Linked DNA regions of Arabidopsis thaliana: region 2 is linked to region 1. A link is a contact called in public capture Hi-C data. All regions are on one chromosome and are shown on one strand. The core of a region is the stretch at or near the end of the contact, and the rest is flanking DNA. Distances in the headings are between cores, read along the strand shown. Region 1 holds the start of AT1G56630 (alpha/beta-Hydrolases superfamily protein). Region 2 holds the start of AAP1 (amino acid permease 1).

Region 1 (6,731 bases), core at 1,487-3,986:
AAGCAAGCATTAGAGCTAAATCATCATCTGTAAATCTTAAGTAAATGTACGATTAAGTACAATTTCGATTAAAAGGTACAATTTCTTCTGTTTTCTTTTTGTTTGTTAGAAAAGTACGATTTTCTATTTTTGCGTTGAAAAGTATGAGTAGTTTTCTATTAAAGATGTTGAGTCTTATTTGTTTCAGTAATATATGCGACACTGACTTTTGTTAGCGCAAAAAAACATGAAAGCTGTTGCTGTCTTTCTTATAAAAAAAAACAACTGGAGTCATCTTCTAATCATTTATGAAGTATTTTTTCCAAGCAAGAAACTCCATTTTTTAATCCAACCTCTCTGGAAAATATGTTCACGTCGTTAAATGAAAAAAAGAATGACCTCTGTCGATTATGCTAACCACAAACCTATTAGTGTATATTGTTTCAAATTTGGCCAAAAGAAAAAAAAAGTGTATATATTGTTACAATTTTCTTCTTCTTTTTTTGGTGTTTCTTGAAATCGATTAACCCCAGATAACAATATAGCATGATGGAATTAGTTGACTACAAAATAAAAAAAGCACGAGGGAGTAGTCTCTGCAATGTCATGCAGTTTATCTCTGGGTTACAACTTACAAGGCTTCACACTCCCTAGCCAAGTTATAGCTATATCATTACATCAATATTGCCTAGCCAAGTTATAGCTATATCATTACATCAATATTCAATAATACTAACGAAATTTTGTCAGTTATTAGTCAACAATTAATAATAACGAAATATTGTTTCAATCAACAACAAAAACAACTAGCTAGTCTTGTCCAAAAACGATGGTATGTCGAGCAACGGCGATTAAATAAGCAAGTGTCATTAGCTCAATTGGTAAAGATCCTAGCCGGAGCTTAGAAGTTGTCGGTTCGAGTGACGCTTGAAACGAAACTAATATTACATATTGTGGTTTCGGGCCTGGGGGATTACGGGTTTCGGCCTAGAATCTCCTGGTATTCAAAAAAAAAGGATCTAATAAAGTGAAAACTAACGATTATACAATAGATAAAACGATAACTTATGAGTTATTGTATGTGGTATATATATATATATATATATGTGTGTTTCTAAAATCTATGAAACTTTTAATTCTAAAAGAAATAATAATTTATTTACTGATATAGCCAATCAATATATCTCTTTTTTAAGTTTTTTGTTTTGTTTTCTTTGTTTTCGGTAATTACTTAAATCTAGAAAATAAAATAATAAGTTTTATGTACTTCAAGCAAAACTTTTGGCAAGTATGATCCAATTTCTTCGGGTTGAACTTATTAATGCGTAGGACAAAAAACAAAGAAAAAAACATGGAAATTTTCGCCATATCTTAAAAGAACGTCTTGTCGTTACTATCATAAGTTATGGACCATAGGTATTGTCATGTATCAAAATTAACTTTGTAGCATATGTGTATAGTGAATCAATGAAGCAATAGAGATCTAACATTAGGAAACGTCTATATCTCTTTGGCATGACATCTCAACTTCTCACCGTAGCCGTTGAAAGTGTATTATTTATCAGAAAAAGAAAAACAAAATACATTTTGTACGTATGTGTGTGTATAATTCGATACTTATACGTGTAACAGCACGACTCATGAGTTTCTCCAGTCCAAGTCCAACGAGAGGACAGAAAAGGACTAGCCAGATTCTAGCCAAATTCCAACATGTTCAATGTCGTATATGCGAAAACATTAATGACTAAATTCAATTCCATACAAAACCGGGCCTTGGAGGTAATGTGAAACGCACCCATGCTTGGGGTCCTGTGTGAAATATTATTTGTTTGGCCAAATCTTTTTTTTGTTTCCAACTTTTCAATATTTATGTTTGTTTTTTTTAGTAAGAGGAGGGGAGACAATGCCTCACCCTTTTATTAAAAGCAATATTAACTCTTTTCTTAAAAAAATATTAAAAATAACATATTTATGTATTTATGTTGGTTAATGCTAACCATTTCATTAACTCTTTTCTGAAAAATATTAACTAATAGGTCTTTAAATATTAATGATCTTGTGAATTTTTTGATCAGAAGCTTTAAGATGATCTATCAATTAGCTTGTGAAAAGAATTGTGGTTATTGCTTAGAGAAATTAAGGGACTTTGAGATTTAAGTATTGTTAAATGCATGACATCACGAGAAGAGTTTGTTTATCTAAAGCCAAATAACACCTTAAAACTCACCAAAGCCACTAATATTGTATTTGACAGAGGATCTCCTGGACTTTCCGTACGTGGTGGTAAAAGTATACACTTCAAATGCTGGGCCCTAAAAACAATCTAAAAGTTAGATCTATTTTGAGGATCCGCTTAGCCTTCAATTCGGGTATCTGGTAATAGGATTCTTGGTTTGGGCTCAACAGCCTCAACCCATTTAACTAAGAGAGAGTTATATGTTGATGCACATTACAACAAAACATGTCGAATTTCGACTAATTTTCTGACCAGCGAAATGGTCATAAATTGTATCAATCAATTTTTGACCAGTTATTGCAATTCAAAATTTGGTAACACATGTTAGTTCAAATTATAAGGTAACATGTTACACACCAGGTCAGTTAAGTTTAATTATAGTCAATATGACAAACCTTTATCCCATGAGAGGGCTTACGACATTACAGTTTTTCGTGACTGCGAATTACGTTTACGATTAATTATTTGATTAGTTTAAGAAAAATATTAATTCATTGTATAGAATAGTCATGGACCCTCAATACAAATCCAAGCGTAGAGTCGATCACGGTATTAAATATATTTGTTGAACATTATAACTACACAATTGTATAGAAACTAATCGTGACTTTAGCTTGCATAGAAACTCTTCCATGTTTCAAAGCTAAATAAACGTTGACAGTATAATTAAACTACGAAAAACAACAAAAATGGTTCAACCCAAAAATTATTTTGTTCTTGATCCGAGAGAAGCCACGGTTACGGATCTTATGCGTCTTCTCTTCTACTCGGATCTCGAGAATAGAAAGTTCGTTGATACTTCGGTAGAGAATCTTGAGAATCGTCTTTGCGAATTCAGGGGACGGTGGATCATTTTTGTATCCATCGTTGTTCAGAAACTCTTGATTATCCTCAGGAAACCTCTCTCGTTCTTGGGATTCGCTCTTGGCTTTTGGCTCAACCTTCCTTCTTCCAATGGTGGCTTCTTCAAGATATTCCTAAATCTTGTCAAAGGTTATATTTTCTTTTGACTTTCTTGTTTAGAACTTATAGTTCGGTTAGACATTACTTTTTTTTGCTAAAGGGTTTTCAAAGTTAGACATTACATTATACATAGTGAATATAGAATTGTATACATACTAATTTCTTCATTTCGATAGTGATGGTTACTCTGAATTATTCTTCAAATCATATTATGCGTGACTGAGGTCTGAAGTAGTAAGTTGCTCCAAAAGTTTTTTTTTTTTTTTTTGTCATAATCTTTTTAATTGATTGAATATACAGAAACAACATCTAGGAGATAATCAAAATGAGGGTATTACTTAATTATGGCAAGACACAGCCATTTTTTAAATTCATTTTGGTTGTAAATGGATTACTTACGAAAATACAACCATATTTTCTGTGAATTATCTTCTTCTTTTTTTTGTTGATTAATCTGTAAATTATCTTTGTATGTATATAGCAAATTCACACCACTTAGGTTTAAATTTTGTGTGCATGATCTGTCGAATAATTATCGTATCGTGGGTCATGTACCTTTGTTTCACATTTATATTACTTTCGTAATTTTTTCAGGAAGGTTTATTTGGCCGGAAAAAACATCAGCGACATTTGCATCCATAAACGGAAACCTAGACCAAAAAGTAGAGTTAGGTTTAGGCCGGAGCATAAAGATAGGAGATGAAAGATACAAACCACTGTTGTCAATTATGGCTTCTAAGCTGGCTTACGAGAACGAACACTTTATCAGATCCGTTCTTCAAGACCATTGGCAGGTTTTATTAACTAACTCTTTCATTTTTATTAACTATATTTTTCCTTGATTATTTTTCACAACTCTTTATACAGAAATTTTCCATATAAAATACGACAACTAGTGCAGAGTTATTAGCTGTATCTTTTTAGTTTTTTGGTCAAACATTTAGCTGTTGATCGAGTTAATTAACTTTGTCTTATAACTTGCAAGTATATATGACCATGATCATGCATGTTGTCTTTCATTTTGAGGATAATAATATCACTTATGATCACTATTATTTGTTTATTTTGTTGTGGCAAAGATGGACTTATTGGGTTTCTACAGCTGTCCGAATGGTGAGATTGCTTTCCTTTTCTTATAGTATAAGTATAATGTATAATTAACTTTGTTGGACCAAAAATGCAGAAATCACGTGAAATTAAAACACCGTCTGATATGTGGGAGATTTTACGTTTTCTTACCAACATGATTGATTCCCATATTAGTCAAATCAATAATGAGTTAATGACCTAAGAAATTTTATATATTTATAGTATCTTTCACTTGTTCGGGTTTACAAATCCATTGAAAAAATTATTTAGAAGTTTATTCAACTTCGTATATTAAATGATTTAAGTTTCAATACAATTGTATGATTTTGGGTGAATTTAAGAAAATGTTATGACTTGTTGTATAATTTGATATATATTTATTATCCAAATATGACAACGACAATTCTTAAAAGGGACAAGTGAGTTAAAAAGGGATCAATATTGTGATTCTTTACTTCACTTTTTTTTTTTTCATTATTTACTTCTCTATATTTCGTTGATTTGTTTTGTAAGAAACATATATTTCGTTGATAAATATATGCATTATAGTTGTTTTATACTTAGTATCTACGATTCTTAATTCAATTTTAAAATTTTGTCTTCTCCTGAAGTAATAATACTTGTTTTTTTATTTATAATATAGTTCTACTTTTTGTTTGGGCTTTTCAGATTTTGATCAAACGAGGTCAACAGAGGTGATTGTTATAAGGGACACAAAAGACAATCCGAACCTTATCGTCGTCAGTTTTAGAGGAACCGATCCTTTCAACGCCGATGATTGGTGTACAGACCTTGATCTCTCTTGGTAATATACTGAATACTTAGGTTTAGGTTGGTTTAATTTTTATTCGGTTAGGTTCGACGTTAGCTTCTCCTAATCAAACTAATGCTGATTTCAAAAATAGGTACGAGATTGTTATGAATAAAAATAGGCACAACGTTATGAATGTGGGAAAGATCCACGGCGGATTCATGAAAGCTTTAGGCCTTCCGAAAGAAGGATGGTATGAAGAAATAAACTCTGACCAAACCCAAAATAAAACAAGTCAACTTGCATACTACACAATTTTACGTCAGTTAAAAGAGGTTTTCGAACAAAACCCAACATCCAAGTTTATCCTGTCCGGACATAGCCTAGGTGGAGCCCTAGCGATCCTGTTCACAGCCGTGTTAATTATGCATGATGAGAAGGAAATGTTGGAGAGACTTGAAGGAGTTTACACATTTGGGCAGCCACGCGTAGGAGACGAGGATTTCGGTATTTATATGAAAGACAAGTTAAAGGAGTTTGACGTGAAGTACAAAAGATATGTTTATTGCAACGACATGGTTCCTAGGTTGCCTTTTGACGACAAGACACTCATGTTCAAACATTTTGGGGGCTGCCTCTACTGTGACAGTTTCTACAAAGGAAAGGTTGGTAATAAATTACTCTTAATGATTTTATCGTCTTGAATTAATCACTCTTGATTAGTGTTTGAAATTTGTTTCTTAAGTTTTATCGTTTCGTATCAAAATATTCTATAAATATTTAAAGATCAAAATATCATTCATATATATATATAATTTTGAATATAAATGTATATATTGAGATATGAAAAACGAGAATTCTTGTCTTGTTTCCGCAGAGTTCCATGATGAATTTCTATTTATCCCAACTGATGATAACTATTTGATATAATGTTCAGGTAGAAGAAGAGGAGCCAAACAAAAACTACTTCAATATCTTTTGGGTTATACCGAAGATAATAAACGCGGTGTGGGAGTTGATAAGGAGTTTCATCATATCTTGTTGGCAAGGTAGAGAATACAGAGAAGGATGGTTATTGACGTGTTTTAGACTTGTCGCATTGTTGATTCCGGGACTTCCTGCTCATTTTCCTAATGAGTACGTCAATGTTGCTCTTTTGGGAAACTTTCCTCCTCAGGTACCTGATTCTCAAAATTTACCTGATGATGACCTCAATGTTGCCCTCTTGAGAAACTAAAGGTGGCTCCATCGTTTTTACAAGATTTCGTTTTATAACTAGTGTGTTCACACTTTATACTATCTTTCTTAAACACTTTCTTCGTAGTTGCTTTTGTTTTAATATAATGTGTTGTTTGGTTTTAGATTATTTTCATTATTTTCCGAAAAATAAAACAAAAATATGATCATTTTTCAATAAATGGGAAAAGTATAATAAAATGGGTAGTAATTAACGTATTTGTTTCTTCTTTTTTTTTGGGTAAAGTGCATTATATTCTCTTTTGTGTTCATCTTATCTTCTCTTTTGTGTTCATCAATAGTACCGGTTTTGAAGATTGAAAGATTTTTACAAAAAGCTATAACATATCAAATCTACAAAACATTGTTCAATAGAAGTATGAGTTACGAGAACTAAGATAAAAAAAATGAATTGGATAATGTGAAGAAAAAGAAAACAATGTGATGGGATCAAACATTAAATATATATTACAAAAT
Region 2 (6,593 bases), core at 333-2,832, 450 kb before region 1:
TCAAAATGTTCTTTTTTTTTCTGTTTTCCTTGGTTTTCACAATTTGGCTCAATAAACAGTCCAAAATTTAATTAGTAAATTTAGTTTGACAACCAGCTAAAGATATTATTGATTGACTAAGATAAAGTTTCAGCCTAATTAATTATTTCAACAAACATAGACCATAGTGTATAATTGGGAATTAAATGGACGGTTACCAAAGTTTTATATCTAGCCAAAATATTTATGTTTAAAATAGAAATAGAGCAATTTGAGGCAATTACAATCCACAGTTTTTTCCTCTGAAATTGCAGGGATTTAAAGGAAACACAGAAAATAAGAAATTTCCATTTATTACATCTTCAATTCTATCCACAAACAATTGGTTGCACAAATCTCTAATTTCTAATGAACCAAACATAACATATGGAGTAGAATATTTTTTTTCTTAATAATAATAGAGGCCACAAAAACAAACAATTTTTCCCATTAGATATATCTTTGAGAAAAGATATAACCAAAGCATCACATTTTTTGTAATATCAATGAGTATCTCATAAACACCAAACTTGTTGTATCTCAAATTGATGCAAAACAGGACTGTCGCTATTGATCGACATCAATCTTTAATAATTATTTAATTTTGCTTTTCTAACCTCAATAATTCTTCCGACAGAAGTCATCCTAAACTAAAATACTACACAAAGTACAGTATCAAATAAAACAGAACCATACCTTAAACCAAAAAAAAAGTTACTTTTTTAACAAAAATGAAAATTTCGTAAAGAACCCTTTTTGACAAAAAAAATAAAAAAATTGGTGTATAAAGTGTTGATTTTTAAAAAACAATCTGTTTCACAAGAAAACAAAAGATAGAGAATCTTATGAAGTCATGGTAATAAATTGGTCAAGAATTTTGTGTTTGCTTTATGACATATGAATTTTTTTCATATTTTTGATATTCTATCAATTTACTTTACAAGAAAAACTAAATAAAGGGGAAAAAAATATAAACATACCGAGGTAAGATCGAACAACGTCCATGTAAGTGTAATTCCGTTTTCCGGTGACGGGATCCGGCGCACGGTAGCAATCGGCAAGCATGGTGGAGGTGAAGTAAGTAATGAACGAGAAAATGAGTAAGATCGATGTCCCTGCGATCCAACCAAGCTGAGCTATAGCCCATGCTAAAGACAACACTCCGGAGCCTATCACCGCCGTGATAATATGCGCACTCGCCGTAAGCCACGTCCCGGTACGCTTCTCTCGACCATCTTCATCGACGTTCTTTGTCGGGTCCGACACGGTGTAGGCATCGCCGGATTCCGCCGTGGAGTGGTTGTGTCCTTCTGTGTTGAAACTCTTCATAGTGATGAGAGAAAGAGAAAGAGAGAACAAGAAGAAGATAAAATAAATGTTTTAAGTCAGAGAGAGAGTAAATGAAGAAGTCTAATTATAGTCAACAGATTTGTGTTTGCATAATATCATATATATAGACATACTTGTATATGTATGTAATGAAGTTTTTAAGCATATATGCCAACAAGACGTATACGTAAAAAAATACGTTATACGTGTTCGATTTTTAACTTTTATTGTTAAATGTTATAAATGTTTTAGTTAAAGAAAAAAAAATGTTTATTTAATATAGTTTCGGCTTGGGATGTGTAAATTGCTTTTGGACTAGACAGAGACCACATATGGAGGGACGATTTTAATGTTCAGATTCTGTAATAATTATTCTTCTTTTTTATTCTGACAGTTAATTTGGAGTAATATATAGAAAAATATTTTATATTTAGATTTGTTGATATAATGACTTTTTGTAACTACAAAGTACAAAATACAATATTTTTATCATATATATAATGTAGAAAAAAATCTTCAAAATTAAATGCTATATTTTTCCTTTTTGAAATTTACAGATACATTTCTAAGAACTTGTAAAACTAATTTATAGTGTTCTAAATAAATATTATTTACTCCTTAAATTCATAAAACACTTTATAATTTTTTAAAAATGTCAAAAAAAAAAATTTAATTAAAAATATCTTAATAAACAAGTTATACAAACTTTTGGGTTTACAGATTTTTGAAGATGACACCAAAAGAAAATGAAAACAAAAAACAAATTATTATATTGTTATGCCTAAATGAGAAAAAGGTATTCAAAGATGCAACCTAATTATGAAGACTTCTTGAACTCTAATGAATTCCCTAAATTGGATATACAAAATCTCTATGGTTTGGTTTTTTTAACGAGTTGAAGATCATCAAATTTGGCATTACAGATTAGAAATTATGGACAATCGAAGACGACAAATAAAAATAAATAATGGGGTAAAATTCATGTATGTAGATCATTTAACAATTTAAGTTGATGTTAATATAATTTTTTAATAAGATAACATCGGTTTGATATTTGACACTACAGTTGGGCCAAGAGAATCTAATAACCCCGATAAAACAGATTTGACCTAAATATATATCGTTTCTGCGAGAACCCGTCCTGTTAAGTGCTCTCCCATGTTAAAAAAAAACACTATTTTTAAAAAAAAAAAAAAAATGTTAATATATCGAGAATAAAATAACAAAATACTTTCGTATCAATTACCAAGTTTCATAAATCCATATATAATGAAAATTTGGGTAGATTCATGAATTATTCCAAATTCTCATAAACTCATTCATACAAGAATAATAGAAATCATGTTGGAACTCTCATTCTCTTAATGTTTTTTTCTCGTTTAGTTAGGAGTTAGTTTTTCGTACTACTTGGTCGAACATACCTAGTTGTTTTTCAAACGGCTTATATATAATGTATCCTAAGAGCTAACAAATCCTTGAACCATTCTTTCAGTTAATTGAGGGAATCAGAAAGTCAGAAGATACTACTTATTTAAGCATCTTGAAACGACGAGAGAAGCTACTTATCTACCATAAATAACTTTGATTTATTTGATCTTCAAATTTTGGTTTTCAATGTTCTACCAAAATAAAACTAAAAAATAAACAAATTTAAGGTTTGAGTTTGATGAAGAGTAAACGTGTGTTGACTGAAACAAAAAGTAAAAAGTTGAACAAAAAAACGGATGAAGGGTAAAAGCGTAAACGTAGGTTTTGGCTATTAAGAGATTACATTATCTTATAAAGGTTAATCATGCTCAATCAGGTCAAATAATGCAAATGCCCTTTGCCAGTAAAAATGTTAGACCGTGACATAGATGTCCATCGTTCTTTAATTTATATATATATTCATGTTGCTTCTTTAGAAACAAATGGTGATTTATTTACTTGTTTAATATAAGAAGAAGAAAAATCGAGTTGAAATATCATGTTCATTCTTTCTCAAAAAACAAAGTATCATCTTTATTAGCAATCAAAAATAGTTCGGTTTAACTAGTTGTTTTAATTACGAAAAAAAAAAAAAAATTTATCTAAATATGAAAAAGCTTAGTTATAGAGAAACATGGTACTTAAGTCTAATAAAGAATTAAATTGTGAGTAAGCGAATTTGGAAACCAATAATTAAAAACATTTATAGTTTTCTCAAAAGACTTCTCATTTTTCATCTAACTCTAACCACGTTTGAAAAGTCAAGTTGTGTCGAGTGTTTAATATAATTTAACTCTTTCAACGAATGAGCAGCAAATCATTGAAATTGTATATATGAAGATCATCGTCTTTTTGCTCTCGTTTATATTCATGATGCTTCTTATAAACAAATCGTGATTTATTACTTGTTAGTTAAATAAGAAGAAGAAAAAAATGTGATTTGAAATTTCATCTCTATTAACAAATAACAATAAATAGTAGTTCGGTTTAACTTGTTGTTTCAATAAAATAAAAAATAAACGGTTCCTCAACATGACTTGGAAGGAGAGGAACAACCGTTTGCACAACTATGTCTCATCCACGATCCTCAAGGTTTTCAAAGACGTCGATAGACATTAGAGACACAATTTTAGCTCGTCGTAAACATCCATCTTTTGCAAATCTGCTTCAACAATGGTTTGCGCATGAGTAATCTCTGCTTTTTCACAACTTCTTTTCATAATTAGGCTTTTTAATCTTCTTTTTTTAGTCTAATTGTAACCACTAGCTACGCCAAGCTCTTGTAAAGAAATTGTTCCTTTTGGTAATAATATTTACATTTTATCCCAAAAAAAAAACTATAATTATGAAAATATATCCCGGACGAAAAAAACTTACTTTTAGAGAAACATTGTACTAAAATTCTAATAAAGCAGCAAATTGTGAGTAAGCGAATCGGGAAACCAATAATTAGCATCATTTATAGTTTTCTGAAGAGATTTCTACTTGGTTTACCAAAAAAAAAGAAAAAAAAAAAAAAAAAAAAAGAAGATATATTTCTCCTTTTTCTCATAGCTCTAATACGCTTGAAGAGACAAGTTGTTTCAATTGTTCAGTGAAACTCTTTTCAACGAATGAACAAAAATCATTGAAATCGTATAGAAAATGGCTGAATGTTTTTTGATTGGTCAAAGGCTGATTAATTTTATAATGATTAACAAAAAAACTTTTTATGTGAAAGTTTGACTTCTTTGTCTACAGTTACGTATTAGGTGAATCACATATTCACATGGTTTTCATTGATTTATAATCGATAATTTCTAGAAAGATTCGAAACCTAATTTTTTTTAATAAAGCTTTAATAAGCAATAATGGCACTTAATGAATCTTTCAACAAATGGCATATGGAGACAGGTGTAACGTCTGAGAATCTGAGGTTCCTTGCCTAAAAAATCAAAACTTGTGGTGGCGAATCTTCACTTAACGCAAAATTGTAACCAAAAGCTATTAGGTTCATGCAAGATAATTAAGTCTAATCAACTATAATACTTAGGCTTGATAACATGGTTTATTTTATTATTTGGAAAAGTAATGGTCCAGAAGAATGTTTTATTTGATCTCACGAGTTGCCTCGTATTTGAAAATTCTTTGTATTTGAAATTGTTCTGAAAGAAACATTTATATTAATATGTGTATGTTGACTATGTACACGGATGGAGAACTGAGCGTAAAGTAGCCCCAATTTTGAAATCGATGTAAGATATAAACTTTTTATCCATTATAGGTTTTAAAATATTAGAGAGATAAAGATGGAAACAAAGTGGAAAAATAAATTTCAAAAAGAAAACAGTGATTAAATCCAACATTGCAATGCTAAATTTTGAATGTGAAAATTATGGATTTAGGTCATTCACTGAATTTTCTCATTTATTTTTTGGTCCAACGAATTCTCAAATATATGAACCTTCACTCGTAACCTCTTTGATAACTATAAACAATCTATGTGGTTTGCAAACCTTGCCTTGTATAAGTAATCAAGGATTTCTATAGATTTCGGTTTATATTTACCTAGTCATTGACAAAAAGAGGGAATGTGATTAATAATGCCCTTAAATAGTTAAATAAATAGTAAAAATCTAACAAAAATTTATCCGGGATAGATTTTAGATTGTTATGCCTTGGAATGGTTATGTATATATATATATATATATATATATATATATGTTAATTAGTAGTTCAAAACAAAGGAACACCTGAGTGAAACAGGATTTCAATGTTTTTTTTATCAAAAAAAAAAGGTTTTTGATGTTTATATTATTTCTTTCCGAAAGGTTTGTAGTTCTCAAAGCTATATATAGGTGTTATGGTGTGAAGACTGATCAACAACAAACTGATAGGTGATTTTATTTTTCTGTTTTTCCTTTACTTTTGAGTTTGGTGTGTAGTAGTGCAAGTTTGAGTTTGGTGTGTAGCATGAACAAATTTGATAATTTCAAGTTGAATATATTGAAATGAAAGTACCTAGATTGTTTTAGTAGTCTTTAACAAAAAAAAAAATGTTGCAATATTAAGTATATGTTAGTCCATTTCTACGCCCAAATTTCCATGCCGATGAAATAAAATATAGTGAAAAATGTTTCCTTTTCAAAGCTACAACTCGAAAATATAGAACTGCCACTTAAATAAAATGCATGTGTCTTTTTCGCAAATTTTTTTTTTTTTGAGCAAATTCCGCAAGTAAACTAAATTGAGAAATGAAGGTCATCGGGATATAATCTAACTAACATTAAATAAAAAGTGCATAAAATATGGTTAAAATAAAATTTTGAAAATAATGAAAACAAGTGCTTAAAAATAAGGATAAACTTTTAATATAAAGACTGTATAAAAGTAAGATGGAAGAATTTGTAATTTGAAGTTGGGAAAACATAGAAATAATATCAGAAGCTAAAAGAAAATAATATAAGGGCGGGTCATACAAAGATTGGGTATCTATCTTAACGGAGTCAAATGGTGCTTTTTTTACCATTTTATGATCATCCACTAAATCTAACCAAATTTGAATAAAAGAAATTAAAACTAAAATTTTAACGGTGTCACATGACCTCATAAAGTTCTTACTTCTTAGTGGATCCGCTCATGCTCCTACGTCGACGATCATCTAGTACATTCTCAAACCTCTTCTCTAGGAATATGGAATATCGAAACAACTAATGCATGGCTTTATTGCTAGGATCAGTCTTAACCGATAAGCTCTCGTCACTAGATATCAATCATTCTCTTCGGTAAATATTATATAA

What was found. Capture Hi-C pulls out chosen DNA fragments and counts their contacts.
Region 2: a contact with region 1 is called in a capture Hi-C map of seedling, with 2.0 times the contacts expected there. A contact is called at or near these places in 2 of 3 other capture datasets (root and seedling).

Annotation. Positions count from the first base shown.
Region 1 is chr1:21,223,117-21,229,847 of TAIR10.1, reverse strand. AT1G56630 (alpha/beta-Hydrolases superfamily protein) reads left to right here and starts at 2,736. Exons shown (of 6, transcript NM_001333791.1): 1 at 2,736-3,208; 2 at 3,773-3,972; 3 at 4,258-4,291; 4 at 4,937-5,072; 5 at 5,173-5,683; 6 at 5,956-6,442. The coding sequence starts at 2,905. The coding sequence ends at 6,255.
Region 2 is chr1:21,671,377-21,677,969 of TAIR10.1, reverse strand. It overlaps AAP1 (amino acid permease 1), which reads right to left and starts at 1,582. Exons shown (of 6, transcript NM_104616.5): 1 at 999-1,582. The coding sequence starts at 1,347.